2 separate regions of the Gossypium hirsutum genome follow, and region 2 is linked to region 1. The links are chromatin contacts, called in public Hi-C maps. All regions are on one chromosome and are shown on one strand. Each heading gives the region's core, a stretch centred on a gene start, on an enhancer-like site or on the middle of the called end of the contact. The rest is flanking DNA. Distances are from core to core; before and after follow the strand shown. Region 1 holds the start of LOC107910344 (two-component response regulator ORR21). Region 2 holds the start of LOC107943467 (E3 ubiquitin protein ligase RIE1).

Region 1 (6,723 bases), core at 2,825-5,324:
ATACTAGAAGATGGCGGTGATGTGAAACACAAATGGTTGATGCTTATTTATAGCCACTTCCCATCTCTTCCTTCCTCCATTTCTCTAGTCTTTTCTATTAAAATATCTCTTTTATGTTATTTACCATTTTGCCTTTCCAGCATCATTTAATTTCAATTAAGCTATTACTTTTTTTCATAATTATCTTCTCAATTAATTACCATTTTACTCTTTCACTTTTTCTATAATACCACTCATTTGTCATGTTTCCTTTTGGTATATTTTTACCTTTAGTCCATCTTCCTTTTTCATCAATTTAATTTAATCCTTTCAACGCCTAATTTTTTTCACTTTGTCCCAATACTTTCCATTCTCTTACAATTTAATCGGTACCTTGAATTAATTTATCTTAATATTTATATTTTTCCAAATACCTTCTACTTCTGTCTCCTATATCTGTAAATTTCCAATTTATGACTTTTTCATATTCTAACTAGTCTATTATTTATCTATCACTATTCAAGATTCTAGAAATTTTGGGGATGTTACACTTCGCCTTAGGGACTATTTTAACGAAGCCAGATAATATATCTAGGATCTGGATTTTTTAGGATAGATAATTCTTATCTAAGTTTTAAGAAATTCCTTGTAAACAGATAGTCTGGTTAGAAGCTAGAACAGTGAGGAGCCAAGCATTTAGTGGCTTAAGGCATTTTATTGCAAGGATTGCTATTTTTAATTTCATTATTAGATAGTTTTATTTTTAAATTGTTTTATAACAACTAAGTTAGAAAAATTAAGTATAGGTCTGCTTGTGACGCTCCATACCCGGATCCAATGGACGGGTTAGGCATGGGGTGTTACACTAACTTACAACATTCTCATTTGCATAATCATTCCAACTCACCCAACTCAGTAAGGTACAAATTATTTATGCCACATTTCCATTCCAAACTTATATAATTCTAGCATATAATCTACTAATATTAAACATATAATCAATTTAAGCTAACATCCATGTACCTATTTGTACTTGCCATACAATTCATAATTTATGATTTAGTCCTTTATAAGTTATTATCATCAAAGTTATAATTAATCTAACTAATAAACATTAAATATAATAAAACATATCATAAAATTTGCATAGTGTATTTCACATGAACTTTTCAGACAAAACAACTACTAGCTAGATGTCGATGACTAATCTGCAATTTTTCCTTTTCTGCGATTATCCTTCTATTGATTCAATTCTCGATCTAAATAATAATTCATTTCAATTTATCAATTCCAAATACCTTATAACAGCCTATGTTAAGCATGTATCAATTCAATTTCATCTTTTGGATGTCCCTTAAAGTTTTACATTTTATTCAATTTAGTCCTTAGAACCAAAATTGCTATAACTTTTGAATTTTCGCTTCGGTTTCAAAATTGATCTCAATTTCATCCTTCTACAGCTCTATATTATCTATAATTACAGAAATTTCATACAAATTCTGAAATATTTACACTTTAGTCCTTATATTCAAAACTAACAATTTTCACAATTTGAAACTTTGAAACTTTAATGGAAACATTTTGAAACTTTAACAGTTTTAGGGAATAATGCACAAGTTAACTAAATCGAGCTACCACGATCTCAAAAAAATAAAATTTACGGAAAACAGACTAAAAATGCTTACCATGCAAAGGATGAAAGATTGAAACTCAATTCTCTTTTCTTCCTCCTAAGTTCGGCCAAGAAAAAGATGAGAATGGAATTTGAGTGATTTTTTTTTTAAATTTGTTTTATGACACATGTTTTTATTATTATAAATTTTAAATATAATATAATTTAAATGGTTTCACACACGTATATGTCACCAATCGTCAACTATAATGAATAATGCCCTGATTGCCACATTAACGTTTGGTTTAATTATTATTTAACCCTTTTAACAAATAAAAATTTATAACGATTAATTTTTATTACTTTTATTATTTAATTTTTTATTACAATTAATTATTAATTCGACAAAGTTATTTATCCAAAATTCAATTCATCTACATAGTAATTCTATAAGTATTTAGTAAAAATAATTTTGGGCTTGGTTTATAAAAACAAAGTTCCAATACCTTATTTTCCGATATCATTGATTTTAGGGTTGATACACTTTTACCTTAATTAACTATTTGATACACTTTTACCTTAATTAACTATCCAATTAGCAAAATTAAAATACCAAACTTTAATTAAATTTCATACTAAACTTGTTTAGTAGGGTTCCACAACCACCGTTTCCGGTAACACTGACTTTCAGGTCATTACAGTTTTATTATTATTATTTTTTATTTTGGACTTAAGATTTGGGCTATAATTAGTTTATTTTGAGTTTGGACAATAATAAGTAAACTTGCTCTTGGGCCGGACCACCTGCTTGGGCCCGAAGGCCTGCCTGAAAAATGAGAGGGTTTGAACAAAAATAAAGGGCTCAAAAAATGGGTTTGGGTAAAATTTAAGGTCCGTTTTCTATATCGATCAGGTCTTGGGCAAGATTTTTTTTTGCCCGAGCCCGGCCTTGCCTAAATATATTATGTTATAAAAAGTATTATAATTAATTATATGTATTAAATAATAATTATATATTTATATTTATATTAAATTACTAACCCAATAACAATTAAATTCATTACTCAAAATCTCAAAAAAAACTTAGCAACTAAATAACCCAACCCAAAATATAAAATTTTAAAATTATATTTAAGACAATACAATATTTATTACATTTATTTGTGTTTTTAATATAATACAAATTTTATTATATTTATGGTAATGTTTTTAATATTAATACTTTTTAGTATATTTTTAATGTGATAGAAAACTTTTATTTAAGGGCTTTTAGTGCATGTATTATATTTTTAAAAAATATTTTAAAATAAAAATTAATTTAAAAAAATTAAATATGGATGGGGTGAGTCAGACCAATGTTTACCTTTCATAAATTAGGCCAATTGTGAGGAAAAAAACTCATTTTTTAGGCTATATTGAGTCCGAACTTGAAAAATTAGTCTAGATACCTTGCATGAGCCCAACTCAAACTTGACCCGACCCACAAGCACATTTAATAATAAATAGATTATTTGGCTTTGGGCTTAGTATAATATATTTTTAGCTCTTGGAATAAATATTTTAGAATATGAGTATTAAGTTTATAGATTTAATAAGAAAGATAAAAAAATTATTTAATTGTCAATATAATATAATAAAATATATTTTAATTAATTCATATAATATCATAAAATAATAAAATTTACATACAGAAAACACTTTAATAATTTTATATAAAATAACTTTATTAAATATATAATTTTTAATTTTATAAGGTGAACTTAAATTGCATTGTCATCTTATAAAAATAAAATGAATTATTATATTCAAAATTAAAATATTTATAATTTAACAATTTTAAAATGGTCTAATTCTTGAAAGCCTGTGCGACTTGATCTAACCAGTTTGAAAAAAATTGAACTTTCTAAGCCCGTAAAAGCCCTTGCCCGGGTAAACCTAAACTTGAGCTAATCCAGGTCTAGAAAAATCTAAGTCGAAGGTAAATTGGATCCGAGCGGCTCGAACCCTCCTGATTGCTAGCTCTGGTTTCCACCTATTTAAATAAATAATTAAAAAAACATAATTTTATGTTAAAAAATGATCGAGAAATGTGGTCGTAGAAGGTCAATACGACTCTGACTGCCACTTCAGCAGAAATGCTTCCTGCAAGACGATCCTAAATCCATAATTTGATCAAATTCCCTAAATTTGGGAAAAACACATCCTAAATCCATAATTAATTTTTAAAATCAGTCCTTTTATCAAATTAACCTTGAGTATTTTAATGCAGTGGCATGAGCCGTCCCTCACAGACCAGACCGAGTCGAGAAAACCAAAGGATTGCGGACCGGAAATTGCACGCTACCCACTGTGCCTGACTGACAATCGCTGGATAAGTGGGCCCCACCTCTCGCTTCCCCAATTATTTCCCTCCGTTTTCAACTTTTTTTTTTTGGGCGTGTTTTCTACTTATTTATATTATCTGGCCCTGTCTCAAATAAATAAATTAACCGATAAGGACAAATTCTTTCTTCTCTATTTTTTTGCGCGTTATATACCAATTCTCTTATTTCTTCTCCTGTAGAAGAAAAGAAAAATCAACTCACTTTGGATCACCAAAATTTTTCAACATCAAAGAAAATAGATTCCAATTTATCCTTGTTTTATTCACTCGTTGGTCCGATCCCGGTTTAAGCCTTTCAATTTAACCCCTCATTTCTAGGGTTTCTCTTCTTCCTCTCTGTTTCTACTGTTTCTCGTTTTGGTGGAGTTCGTTGGTTTATTTTGGTGAATTGGAATCGTTAAGAGAGAAGGATTGTGATTATAGGGTTTCTTTTTAAATGTGTGAGTGAGTTGTGTTTTTCTGACTATGGCTACCATGCATAGAGTTGTACAGTCCAGTGTGAGTACGAGTGACGCTACCACCACCAGCTACGGCGGCTTGACGTCATGCAAAGCAGCGGATATTGTGATCTCTGATCAGTTCCCGGCTGGGTTGAGGGTTCTAGTTGTGGACGATGACATTACCTGCTTAAAAATCCTCGAGCAGATGCTTCACCGTTGCCGCTATCACGGTGCTTAATTTTGCATTTTATAGATTCACTTATATATATTTCCATGCATTTTCTGCTTATAACACTGCCATCTTGAATTAAGCTTGGTTTTTAGTATATTTTCGTTGTTACTTTTAAGCAAACGAGGAAAGACAAAATTGCATTTGACTAAAGATTATCGAATCACTAAAATACAGGGCAAGTTAAACATAATTACTTCCTAAAAGTGAAATGAAGCCTTTTTATTTAGCTAAAATTACATGTTCAAGTGTTGAACTCTTAACATGTGCTGCGTACCATTCACAAGCATGTGGTAGATTCTCGCTAACAACCAGAAAGAGTCTTAATTAGTTTTAGGGTTTCGTATTAGTTTCTTATTTTTGAGCACAGTGAAATGTTATGATGTATGTTCAATTTTCTTCATTACTTTTTAAAAGTAAAGTTCCTTTTTTTTGCAGTTACTACTTGCCCCCAAGCCAAAGTTGCTCTGAACCTTTTACGGGAGAGAAAAGGGTGTTTTGATGTGATACTAAGTGATGTTTATATGCCAGATATGGATGGTTATAAACTCCTCGAACATGTTGGGCTTGAAATGGATCTTCCAGTAATTAGTAAGTATTCATTTATTTTCCATGAAGACTTTTGGTAAATATTATTCTTCTGCTTACTGACATGATGAATCTGTTGTAGTGATGTCGGCTGATGGGAGCACACGTGCTGTTATGAAGGGAATTAGACATGGGGCTTGTGATTATTTGATTAAGCCCATACGTGAGGAAGAATTAAAGAATATATGGCAGCATGTTGTGAGGAAGAAATGGAATGAGAATAAGGAGCTAGAACATTCAGGAAGCTTAGATGATACTGATCAGCATAAACGAGGGCATGATGATGCTGAATATGGTTCTTCCGCCAATGATGCAACAGACACATCATTGAAACCTCTGAAAAAGAGGAGCAATTCAAAAGAAGGGGATGATGGTGAAATTGACAATGATGATCCATCCACATCAAAGAAACCACGTGTTGTTTGGTCAGTGGAACTGCACCAACAATTTGTCAGTGCTGTAAACCAGCTAGGGATTGATAGTAAGATTTCTAGCGAGTTGATCCTTTTATTTATTTTTCTTACTATGTTGAATTCAGACAGGGATAGGCTTTTGTATTCTGTGCAATCTCTGAAATAGAAAATGTTAATACTAATTGCTTTTCTTATTATTGCTGGATAAAACATTGTGGCTGCTATTTCAGAGGCTGTTCCCAAGAGAATTCTTGAACTGATGAATGTACCTGGTTTAACTAGAGAAAATGTTGCCAGCCATTTGCAGGTTTGGTTCTTCACCATGTGAACCTGACATGTATTTTCTTTTCTTGAACTAGTAATCTGGACTGATCGTAAATATATTTGAACATTTGGTAATTGGCTCTCAGCTTTGTGTGTAGTTAACTAGCTAAAAGTACTTGATTGTTGTTTTAGTTGCAAGTTCGCTGTTAAATTTGAACTTCTATATTTTGGCTGATAACAAACATTTGATGGTTTGATGTTGGCATGTCATTTCATTTCTTATTATTTCAAATCATGCCTTACTGATTCTTATATGCTCTGTTATTTATTTATTTTATAGTGAGAAGATATGGTCTGTTTCTTCTTTTTGATTTTACTCTGCTTTCTGATTTAGTAAAGTCTATAGCTCCTCATCCAACTTTCATGCAAGTTATGGATTGAAAAACTTGTATTAGACCTCAACTATACTCAAGACTTTATTTTACATACAGCTAAACATTTTAACCCCTTCCTTAGAGACTGAATTTTTATAAATTTTTTGCTTGCCAATATAATATTTTATTGGGTGGATATCTATGGGGAGATTTCGATGTAAAGCTATTGTGAAATGAGTCATAATTAACTCTATTTAAAATAATCTTAAGTGGTTGACATCTGATGAAGTTGTGAAAGAATTCTCTGAAGAGGATTAGTGTTGTCAATTTAAATCTGTCTGATTGAAAGTGGGTCTCATAATGGAGTTTAAAAGAACAAAGAACCACAATGGTGAAGAAGCTTGTATTATTATTGTTGTTATAATTATTATTATTATTTAC
Region 2 (6,723 bases), core at 2,543-5,042, 250 kb before region 1:
TTTTGCAGGTACATGACGGAGGTGAGGAGATTGCCACTTCCACAGAGTCGGACTGAGGCTGTTTATAGAGGATTTCGGGAACTTGAAGAATCTTTAATTGCCCCATTTTCTTTTGACCGATTTTGATAGTTCGTTCGGTTCAAAGTTAAAACTTGGTTTTGTTGTTGTATGAATAATAAACAAATTGTATCACATTTCAAATTTGCTATTCATTTAATGAAAAAGTGAATTCTCTATTGTTCTTTGTATTTGCTTTTTAGCTTCATTTGTGCTATAATGGTAAAATAAAATAATATCGATTTTTATTCTAGTGAAAGAAAAAAATTAAAAAGAAAATAGAAAAAATATATTCGTAAGTTCAACTGAACAAAACAACCATATAGGAAATATACAACAAACAAACAAATATACAATAAGCCACTAATCTTTCACTCTTACCAATTATAATGAAGCAAATAAAATACTGATAACATTTGAAGCATGAAAACCATCTCTATTTTCATTAAAGACGGTGGAAAAACTCGCACAGGGAGGGCCCAGCCCCAGAGGAATCAGGTTAACCCCAAAAGGTCATTTAAACCAAAAAAAAAAAAAAAATGAAGCTAAGAATGTATTACCGCATGTCGGTCTTCATAGTTCAGTTTCAGCTCTTCATAACTTCCGTTTTTTCTGTACATACACAGCATCATCGACAACTTAATCTGACAATGTTCAAGGCTTGCTCTCCTGTTCTTTCATACTTGCTCATTTCCCTTCAAAATATTGTACTTACAGAGAGGACAAGTTGCATTCATCTTAAGCCATTTCACAATACACGTTGAATGAAAATGATGGTTGCAAGGGAGAGCATGAAGATCCACGCCATCTTCGTATGAGCTTAGACATATACAACATTCCTGCAAAAACAGAAAAAGAAAACACGGGCAATTATAATAGCAAAGCAGTCATCTTAGAGAGTCATATTTAGCAAAGCAATCACCCCAAAGGGGAGTCAGATTGCGTTGTAACTTACTGCATCCTCAGCTAAGAGTATGCGCTCATTTGCCAAGTATCCACTGCTTGTTTCTATGGGGATCATTTTTCCAGCTCCCAAACTAGGCTTCTCACGGTTGTTTATAATCTGAAATCTATATTTTGGAAGGATACTAAGATCTGCTTCCGATGCACCTTCCTGATCAATACCACAAGAATGAAAATGCTGTTAAGCGCTACTGCAGATCCATTCTAGATTTCAGTCAATATAACATAAGTTTTTCATACCTGCTCCGTAATAGCATAAAGAATTGCAATGATGCACGGCAAGCAGCAGAAGAGAGCAATCCCAATCAAACACGCCAAAACAACACAAAAGATTGCAAAGAACACATCAAATGCCAGAAAAACCACAGCCAACCTGCAAAAGTCACAAATTTGAGATCCAAGTCTCTTTGCAAACACCATGGTACCCATGCCACAAACCTATTTTACTCGGAATAGGGGTTAATGTGTATCTCAATCTCTTTTTAAAGCTTTTCCATATAACATACCCGCAAAAAAAGAAAAAAAAAAAAAAAAAAGAAAGGAAGAAGAAGAAGAAGAAGAAGACTAGAAAACACTAGACAGTCTTTTTGGAAAAAGGTATTTGAAAATCCAAAATGCTTAACAGGTAGAAGCATTTTACCATTTCCTTTCTTTGGCTTAACTAAAATATCAACTTTTTTTTATGCAACAGATTGAGAAACAGAGAAAGATATTCTAATGGTGACAGCTTGATTGTGACTGTGTCTGAAGGAGAACACCATAGATTAATTATAAAAGAATGAGATAATATCCGGTGTACAACTTTTCAATAACTTGGCAATTAAAGGTAGAAACTCTTCTACATATTTCTTGTTTCCGTGGGGTTGGAAATCAATATGTTATTCACAAATATGTAAAACCCTAAACTGAAGAATAAGTTGCTTGTTAAAAAATAGATTGGCTAACAGCATACCAGTACAACCGCGGGGCATTCTGCAGAAGGATATCACCACCAGAAACTACCCAATAGAAGCCAACTATCCACCAAAGAAATGATGCCATGGTATTCACTGTTTCGCATCGTTTAGTTATACTGCCCATTACATCATCAAATCAATACAATAATAATAAATTGATCATCCCAAGTTAAAGTTTCTACAACAGGAAATAAATGCAAATCTAGATGTACAATACAAGAAAAATCCATTCAAATGATAGCTTGGTAACAATTTCATAGCTTTGGTCGACTGCATCGATCGATATAATCAAAATAAAACTACCTATAATAGGACATATTGCAGTAATTGGTTGGTTACAAGATAAGACGCATCAAATTCCAAAACTTCCTTATCATGCACAACGTGGGGCAAAAAGTGTCGTAAATTTAAATTATTCTACCATCATTCAAAGCTCAACGCTAGTCCTATGGTCTATGATTCTAGTTCTTTTATTTGAACCATGGAAGTATACAAAAACACAATGCAGCCTAATTCGCCCCGCGCAGAATATTCCCAGAGTTTCGACATTCCACTCCTCTTGAAAGGGAGACTAAGGATAACGATAATTCATATATTCATGCAAACCATACAAAACAGTGCCATAGCCAAAATAAATGTCAACACCAAAACAAAGCCCTTCCAATTCCTTGAGAATAACCATAGACCTAAATCCCCTAAATCCTCAAACCCTAATCTAATTCATCTTGAAAATCCAATAAAACGCCAAATCGAACTAAAATCCTCATCCAGTTTAACACAGAAAATGAGCAATACTTCCATCAAAATTCTAACTTCAGAACATAAATAGTTCATGCTCCAATACAAATCGGTTCTAAAGAAATCCTGAATCCTCATCTCAATTAAACTAAAGAACAATAAACACTAAATTTTAAAATTAAACAAAAAAAATCAACATTTTAAGCTTAAACACACACACACACAAAAAAAAAATCAAATTTTAAGTCAAATTATACTAAAAGAAACTGACCTTGATTCATTTGAACCAAAAAGACCGCTGTCTTCTTCATCTTCACTATCACTAACATCCCCAGAAACTGCTTCTCCTCTCTCCTCATCCGTAACAGATATTCTCCTACTGTTCCTTCGCCTGTATTCCAACCACACTAAAACAACATGAAGCAAGCACTGCAAAGCATAAGCACAGATCCATAATCTAATAGGAGTATTGGGCGTCTCATCCGCCGTACTTATCAACATCACTACCGACACCACCACGAACGCTGTATTCCACAGCATGTCCAGTGCCACCACGGGCTTCGAGTACCCCCAGTCGGCCCTCCGCTCCTCCAACTCACGTGCCGCTGTCTCCCTAACTAGCATGGAAGCGCCACGCCGTCCCGTGGCTCGCCCCAATAAATGCGCCAACGATACAGGGCGAGCAGCCGAGCCATCAGGTTGACGCGGGGGGAGGAGTGGCGCGTGAGGATCAGACGCCGCCATGGTTGCTTTGGATGAAGATGTGAACAAACAAACAAAAAGAAAACACCTTTTTGATTTCGGGGTTTTCAGAAATCTGGGGAGAACTCACAAAGAGAAGAAACACATAATTGGAGTATTAACATTAGCAAGAATAAAAACCATATTTGTTGAAAATAAGAAAAAGAAGGGAATATCTGGTTGGATTAAAGAGTTTTCGGTTGAGAACGGAACTGCCCTCCTCACTGCTAATTAGATGCTTTTATTGATTTTTATTTTGTTTTCTGTCGGATTCTGCTTTGCTCTATTATTTTTGTTTCCTAAAAAGAAAAAAACAGTGTGTTATGTATGTAATTTTCCTTTTTCACTTACTTTCGCGCTTTATTTCTTTTATATTTATCAGTCTTTTTGGCTTTTTCTTTACCCAACCATATTTATTACCGCTGCGTTTTCTATTTTTCCGTTAAAGCGCTGCGTTTTTTGTATTGCTGTAATACGGTTTTTGAAGTTCAAACATAGTACTTTACAACTTTATTTATTTTATAATACTTTGAGATTTCTATGATTCACTACACTCCATAAATATTAATTGATTTTAAACTATTATTTGAATTATTAATAATATTACATTTTGATCACTTAACTTTTAAAAAGTAATAAAATTATCATTAAATTAATTAAAAATTTTTATTTAAGTCACTAAACTATTTTAAAAAAATTATTTAAGTCATTGTGTTGTTAAGATTTTTTTTTGTTTTTTTTAAATCTAGTTAGTAAGCTTCAAACGACGATTTGATGATCGTTATGATGGATTAATACCCATAGAGTAAAAGAACATGCTTTAGATTCAATTCGATATGATGGTCAGTGTAAGAGATTGAAGAAGAAATTTATTTAAATTTTGTTTCACAAATTTATTACATTCAAAGCTATTTTATATAAAAAAAGGGTAGAAAATAAGGGAAAGAGAACGCTCGATTAGTGTAGGCGGTGCAAATAGAGAATACCATACAATTGTGATTTTAACAACACAGTGGCTTAAAAGAAAACTTTCAAATAGTTCAATGACTATTTTGTAACTTTTTAAAATTAAATGACCAAAATATAAACTTACTAATAATTTAGTGATTCTTGATTTAGTTTACTCTTGATTTTATTACTTTTATAACTCTTTCGTGTTTTTCTACCCAATTTTTTTACGCAAATATTAAATATTTTAAAATTTTAAACTATATTTTCAAAAATATATTTTTTTAAACAAAACATATGTTTTTGCAAGGTTTTTGTAGTAAAGTAGTATGAAAACCCTTGTACTAAGAGTTGTATTACATTTTATCCCCTCTATTCGAAAAATGAGCAAATTAGACTATCTATGTTAGATAAAAAAGTAAACTAGTTATTCTATTAAAAATTTCATTCATTTCTATCGTTAAGTGACGATGTGACTGAGTGAGCAAATAGGCAACCACACGTGTCATGTCACATGTAGGGGTGTTCAAACTATTAACCAAACCGAACTAGTGTTAATTGAATTAATCAAACTTTTTAATCCTTTAACCGTTAACCAAATAAAAAATTGTTCAAAAAAATAACCGAACCGAAATTTATATGTTTTTGTTTTTTGTTTTTGGTTAAAACAAGTATAAAACATATAAAAAATAAATTGATAATATTCATTTGACCGAATTATCCGAATTAACCAAATTAAAACTACATACAATTTTTATTATTAATTATTAAGTTTGGTTAATTACCCGATTTTGAACTGAGTTAACCGATAATCAAACTTTCAAAAAATTATTAATCAACTTCTGATCGAATTAGATCAGTTAACCGACTGATTAATCGAATTAGATTGGTTCAATCAATTAATTTAATTTTAACCGAAATTTAAACACTTCTAACCACATGTACCTCATGGATATTTAAAAATTAAAAAAAACCTAAAAGTAAAAATAAAAAATCCTGAACAATAATTTCTACAGGTTGATCTTCAACGTGATTTTTCATATAATTATTAAAAAAATAAATAATTTATTTAAAAATTATAAAAATTATAAATAAAAACACATGCTTTCACTTCCATTAAAATTGCATTATTTTGCTAGTTTTTTGTCATTTCAAATTTTTTATAGTAATTCATCACAATAATTTTTAAATATACAAGAAATTGTAACTCAACAATAATAATTAATTTATAATTCTAATATTTGTTTTAATTTTAAATAAATTTACAATTCTTAACAAATTTTAAATATATTTTTATAATTATTTGAAAAGTCACACATTTGAATTTGGATAACCGTTCTTTCCCGTGTATTTGGGTTTTCAAATAATTAAAAAAAATATTTTTTAGAACTATTTATTTTTTAAATATTTTTTGACATGAAAAAATATTACGTTAGCATAAGGTACACATAGTATGCCACTGCTTAATTACTATGTTAACTATGTCATCACTTAATGATAAAAATAAATAAAATTTTAACAAAATAGTTAATTTGTTCTTTGATCTAACATATAAGAATTAATTTATCTATTTTTTTAATAAAAATAACAAAATACGACCCAATCTTCCTACTATTTTTCTTTGCTCATCCTAGCTTTCCAAAAATCAATATTAACCTCGAGTTACTTTTTGCACAAAAAGATAAAAACCTTGATTTGCATAGGTTATTTTAAAAAGAATGTATATAATTTTCTTTATCATTTTTATTATTTAATTTAAAATTTCTAATTGTCATCTTTTTAATTTTATGCTTGAACGAAGAAGTCTTACATGGTTTTTTTTTTTTACCTATGTCAATTTATTTTAAACAGGAATTGAGTCCTCAATAAAATAATTATAAGGTAATGCCGTAATGGACACGTCTAAACTGAAGAACATGACATGTATCGTGTTGATTTTTATTTGCATCCATCCAAAACTCTCACGTTCATATTTTTGGTATAATATCAACTTAACTAAAAAAATCAAATTAATAAAAAAAATATAAATGTTAAGACTTAAATTTAATTATTAATTTTTTAAAAAGAGTCAAATAAATTTTTTAAAAAAATACTAACTAAAACATCAATCTTTTAATGATATTGGCATGATAGCTCACTTGACAATTTAAATGTAAAAAAAAAAGTTCATAAAAATTCAAAAAAATTAGTTCGAAGTATGTATGAATTATCATGTGAGTTGCCATGTATAAAAAATAACACATTTTAGTTAGTATTTTTATTATAAAAAAACAATTCAACTCTTTTTAAAAGATTGATGGTTAAATTTAATTTTTTTTAA

The links. Hi-C and Micro-C count contacts between places; a contact is called where the count stands out from the background.
Region 2: a Hi-C map of leaf shows a contact between it and region 1, with 2.3 times the contacts expected there. The contact joins the promoter of LOC107943467 here to the promoter of LOC107910344 in region 1. A contact is called at or near these places in 4 of 34 Hi-C or Micro-C datasets (hypocotyl and leaf).

Annotation. Positions count from the first base shown.
Region 1 is chrA03:85,525,933-85,532,655 of Gossypium_hirsutum_v2.1, reverse strand. It overlaps LOC107910344 (two-component response regulator ORR21), which reads left to right and starts at 4,074. Exons shown (of 5, transcript XM_016838166.2): 1 at 4,074-4,644; 2 at 5,082-5,234; 3 at 5,314-5,712; 4 at 5,875-5,951. The coding sequence starts at 4,440.
Region 2 is chrA03:85,772,274-85,778,996 of Gossypium_hirsutum_v2.1, reverse strand. It overlaps LOC107943467 (E3 ubiquitin protein ligase RIE1), which reads right to left and starts at 3,792. Exons shown (of 5, transcript XM_016877216.2): 1 at 2,986-3,792; 2 at 1,973-2,092; 3 at 1,261-1,393; 4 at 1,013-1,171; 5 at 348-896. The coding sequence starts at 3,458. The coding sequence ends at 735. LOC107943466 (nuclear pore complex protein NUP155) reads left to right here. Exons shown (of 13, transcript XM_016877215.2): 13 at 9-236. The coding sequence ends at 126.